2 separate regions of the Sus scrofa genome follow, and region 2 is linked to region 1. Evidence: chromatin contacts called from public Hi-C data. All regions are on one chromosome and are shown on one strand. Each heading gives the region's core, a stretch centred on a gene start, on an enhancer-like site or on the middle of the called end of the contact. The rest is flanking DNA. Distances are from core to core; before and after follow the strand shown.

The links. A called contact is a pair of places that touch in the nucleus more often than the background predicts.
Region 2: a Hi-C map of liver shows a contact between it and region 1, with 1.6 times the contacts expected there. The contact joins the promoter of FETUB here to the promoter of AHSG in region 1. A contact is called at or near these places in 1 of 5 promoter capture datasets (liver) and 6 of 47 Hi-C or Micro-C datasets (fetal liver, liver and skeletal muscle).

What each region holds. Positions count from the first base shown.
Region 1 is chr13:124,424,876-124,427,575 of Sscrofa11.1, reverse strand. AHSG (alpha-2-HS-glycoprotein) reads right to left here and starts at 1,263. Exons shown (of 8, transcript XM_005652369.3): 1 at 939-1,263.
Region 2 is chr13:124,479,144-124,481,843 of Sscrofa11.1, reverse strand. FETUB (fetuin-B) reads right to left here and starts at 1,388. Exons shown (of 7, transcript XM_003132577.4): 1 at 979-1,388; 2 at 388-498. The coding sequence starts at 1,206.

The sequences.
Region 1 (2,700 bases), core at 14-2,513:
ATTTGCAAACTAATATAGGTTTGGTATCAAGCTGAATAAAATAGTCTCATTTTTCAGTTGGAGAAAGAAAGGTTTCCATTTACTTACTGACAATGAAGAAAAAAGATGATCTTTCAGTATGTTTTCCAAGAAAGCCATAGCAAAGGATGCCCAAGGAAGGTTCAGGATATTTCACCATGTCTGATGACACCACTTTCAGACTTTGAAAGATTTTCTCACGCTGAACGCACATACCTATGAGTGATGTTGAGTCAATTTCATCCACTCAGCTCCAACTTCTTTGCATACCAATAGAAGATAAGGATTTATTCCTTTTTCTGGTCTGTAGTTCCTGTCATTATCTTAATGACTTATCTGTGCATTTTTCTTTGAGGCCCATGTTACTGCATTAAAACAAGTTTTGGAGGAGTTCCCGTCATGGCGCAGCAGAAACAAATCCAACTAGGAACCATGAAGTTGTGGGTTCGATCCCTGGCCTCTCTCAGTGGGTTAAGGATCCAGCGTAGCCGTGAGCTGTGGTATAGGTTGCAGACGCAGCTCAGCTCTGGCATTGCTGTGGCTGTGGCGTAGGCCGGTGGCAATAGCTCCAACTGGACCCCTAACCTGGGAACCTCCGTATGCCATGAGAGCAGCCCTAAAAAAAGGACAAAAGACAACATAATAAAATAAAATAAAATAAAATAAAATAAAATAAAAAAGTCTTGGAGTTCCCGCTAAGGTGCAGTGAATTAAGGATCCAGCACTGTCACTGCAGTGGTTTGGATCGCTGCTGTGGTGCGGGTTCAATCCCTGGCCTGGAAAATTCCACATGCTGAGGGTGCAGTCAAAATGATGATGATGATGATGATTAAGATGTAGAGTATTGAGGATGTCAGGGGCTGGTTAGAGGCAGGGGGAAAGAGCAGTCCCACAGATCTAAGAAGAAGAGGACCAACAACCTCCAGAAGAAGGCAGCAGGGTGCCAGGCAGTGCTTGCTGTGTGGAGCCCCAGGCAGCTGATGGCGGAGTTCCAAGATGGCAGCTGGGGATGGTACCAGGTTCTTTGAATTTGTCAGAAGGGCTCTCCACTAGGGCGGCGATGCATTCCACCTATTCCAAGGCAGACGTCAGCCTTGATAGTTGCCAGTCAGGAGCCAAGACAAGAAGGATCATGGCAAGCAGAGGGCCAGAGTTGCTGGGGGCTGTTTCTGCTGGGGCCCTGCTGGCAGACCTGGGTCTCAGAAGGGAAGGGTAGAGTTAGAAGGGGGTGAAATATCAAGTCAGGCAATGAGAGCTAGGAACTCAGCCTCTCACAGAACAGGACATGAACAAGAACACGTCAGCAAAAGCCAGAGGATCCATTGGTTTTTGCAGGGAGGAAGTAGCAGTGGTTGGTGTTTAAATCATTGGGCCAGATTCCTGGCTCTGCCCTTTCTGGTACTTAAAGGGCCTAGGCTCTAAGAAACTGAATAATGATTTCTGATAAGCCTGGTGTTTCTTCATTCCTATGGGTATTTATTGACTATGTACTATCAGTGATATTAGGTGCCTGGAGGCAGAGTGATGAGAAAACACCATCTGCACTAAAGGAGCTTAGCTTGACTCACCTGGTCCAGGAACATCTGATGAACCAAGAACTGTAAGTTCTATGAAATGATTATGATGCCTGTCCTGTGGAGACATATTGGGGTTTCTACCTCCACTGTAAAACATCGGTCAATGGAATGCAAATGACCCTTCTCCCAGGACCCACCAGATTTCTTGTGAAGGTAACTGAGCACCAGCTGCCCTGGAAGGCATTTCGAAGAGCGCTTTGTACTTGGTGCTAAGGCCCCAAAGTTGAGAGACGTTGACCTGAGCAAAGCATGGTAAAAATTATTAAACCCAAGTGACCAGAGGTGATTACTTCCTTTCTTTGGGTGGAGAAAGAGCACAGCAGGCTTTTCCCCAATCCTGTCCTCATAGCCATGACCTGCCAAACTCTGAAAAGAAACACATTTGAGGGGTAAACGGGGAAAAGCAAAGCCTGGAGTAGGGTGGGGCAAGGGAGAGAGCAAAGTTGCCAGATTTAACGAGATGCTCATTCTCAGGGTCACACTCCTTAAAGTACGTGTTTTAGTCCTGTTCCTTGCTGGATCCTAGACCCAGCCCTGGGAAAGAGACATAATCTAAATGCAGAATAGAAAAAAAGTTTGTACTTCATTAAATCTTTCTACTCTTTCAAGAATTTTTTTTTAACCTTTTGGCAGTTGGTTCTCTGTGTGAAATCAGCCTCAAGAACACAATGACCCTTGCAGGAGCCTTTCATGATCACAGAAGAAATCATGGGAAACCTTCCATTCTCTTTTGTTTGGAAGAAGACTTCCTATTGTATACCACTTAATGTGGCCTTGACACCCACGCATTCCCTCACAAAAGAGGGAATCATTTTAGGGTTAACGAAGGATGGGGAGCTGTGCCCTTTCTGAGGCTGGAACTGCTCCTCCTTGGGAAAACCTCTTCATCAGAGCAAAGGATATAGATTCCTTACTCTGTAAAAGGCATTGTGCTTTAATCCTCATAAGTCCCCAAGAGGGGTGTTGTTCTCATCTTCCCTCCTCTATAGAAGAAGAAACAGGGCCTCAGAGAGGTTCTGCACCTCGCCCATATCTCACAGTGGTAGAGCCTGGATTGAGCCCCATCACTTTGTCTCCATTAACCTCAAACCAAAAGAAAATAAGG
Region 2 (2,700 bases), core at 139-2,638, 54 kb before region 1:
TGTCAATTTCTGCTGCACAGCAAAGTGACTCAATTATACACATACATATACATTCTTTTTTTCACATTATCCTCCATCATGTTCCATCGCAAGTGATTAGATACAGTTCCCTGTGCTATACAGCAGGACCTCATTGCTTGTTCATTCTAAAGGCAGTGGTTTGCATCTGGGGGCAATTTCTCATGACCCAGACACCAGAAATTGAACTCTCAGAAATCCCTCTGATGAAACTCTATTTTGTCTATAGAATTGGAATAACTACATAGGCACCCTCCTCAAGAGATTATAAAGTGGGACATTTAAAGATGGTACATGCTGAACAATCTTCATTCTGAAGACAGAGGTCACCTAGTTTTCCTGCTCAAGCACCTGGACACAAGCACTTACCGATTCATGGAATGGCGTCAGCCCACAGTCCTTCCATGACATCTTACTGAGCACATGGCAGCTAGACTCTATCACGTCCAGCGTGAGATAGAACAGAGATCCCAGGTCACCCTGTAGGAAGGTGAGGAGAAAATGCACAACCTACATGAAGCAGAAACCCCTAAAGCCTGGCCCCCCAAATCCCTGTTTTATGGCAAAGCTAAACAAAGGCTATAATGTTTGTGAAGATTTCTATCTTTCTTCCTTTTTTTCTTTTTTTCTTTTTTTTGGTTGTTCCTATTGCATGCAGAAGTTCCTGGGCCAGGGATTGAACCCGCGCCACAGCAGTGACAGCGACAGATCTTTAACCACTAGGCAACCAGGGAACTCTGTGAAAATAGAAACGGTGGGACACAGTACGTTTCAGAGTAGATTAGTACTTGTTCCTAATAGCATTAAGAACATGTAGCACTCTAGCAGAGGAGCTTGGTGTGTACTCAGCAGGTTTTCCGATTTGAAAGGTACCTGCCAACATGTGTCTCTGGGTTCCTGTCCCCTTGGCAGCCTCCCTGGCTTGTGCAAACACCTGCCCTGGAGGGGACTGCCACTTGCCTGTCTGTGTTCGCGGACATCGCTCACTCGGTTGGGGCTCAGCACGTAGCCGTCCTTCTGGTTCCTGTTGATCTCCTGCAGGACGAGGTTCACAACATCCAGCACATAAGAGCTGTTGCAGGCATGGGAGAGGAGAAGCGAGGATGTAGGGGGCAGCGGCTGGGGTGGAGATGTAGCCCCGCAGCCCACGGCCAGGGCGCAGAGCACCAGCGGGAGGAGCAGACCCATCCTGTGGGGAGTGAGGCCAGGCAGGGGTCAGTATGAGGAGCCACAAGGACAGCTACTTACAGGGCTCTGCAAGAGCAATTTAAGCAGCCTTGTAATTGCAACCTGAACCAGGGATCAGGATTTGAAACACAGGGCCCTATTTTATCTGCTTGAATTCTAAATGTAGATTTCCCTGAGTCAGGACTTAGGATAGGATTTGCCAATATATCTAACCTTGGACCCCGGAGCAATCTGATACTCATGGTTACCTGTAAACAGATTTAAGTTTCCTAATCTTTTCCTAGGAAAGCAAAATAAACTCTTAGGTCAAGGTTCCTGGGAGGTCACGATTGAATTCTTGCTTGTGTGCAGGGCTCAAGCCGGTTCAGAAGATGACGACTGTCACGTTCTCCCTTGGGCACTAGAATCTCGCCTCCAGCCCATGTCCTGGCTACACTTCTCTTCATCTCAGACTCGGAGCCCAAAGTCATGGTACCAATGGTGCTCAGTGAGTTCTGACCTCCCGCCCGACCTCCTGGGTTCACCATTCTTGTTAGATCAGGAAAAAGGCTTCAACCCCACATCATCTACATGAAGCCTCAGTGAGATTCCTAAAGCACTCTGGGATCTGGCTGGAAAGAGTTCCATTTAGCATACAGAGGGCCAGCAGTCACATGAAAAGATGCTCAACATTGCTAATTATTAGAGAAATGCACGTCAATGCTATATTGAAGTATTACCTCCCACTGGTCAGAACAGCCATCATCTAAAAGTCTACAAATAACCAATGCTGGAGAGGGTGTGGAGGGAATCCTCTTACACTCTTGGTGAGAATGTAAATTGGTGCGGCCTCTATGGAAAATAGCATGGAAGGTCCTTAAAAAACTAAAAATTGACTTGCCATATGATCCAGCAATCCTACTCCTGGGCATATATCTGGAGAAAACTCTAATTTGAAAAGATACATGTATCCAATGTTCACTGAAGCACTATTTACAACAGCCAAGATATGGAAGCACCTAAATGTCCATAGACAAATGAATGGATAAAAAAGATATATAATCTATATATTCTATTCTACACACACACACACACACACACACACACACACACACACACACTGGACTATCACTCAGCCATAAAAAAGAATGAAATATTGTCATTCGCAGCAACATAGATAGACCTAGAGATTATTATACTAAGTGAAGTAAATCGGAAAAAGACAAACATCATATGATATCACTTATGTGTGTAATCTAAAATGTGGCACAAACTTATTTATGAATTAGAAATAGACTCATAGACATAGAAAGCAAACTTATGGTTACCAAATGGGAAAGGGAGCAGAGAGGGATAAGTTAGGAGTTTGGGATTAGCAGATACAAACTACTATATATAAACTAGATACCAACAAAGTCCTACTGTATAGCACAGAGAACTATATTCAATATTCTGTAATAACTCTGTAATGGAAGAGAATCTGAAAATGACTATGCATATATAAGTGTAACTGAA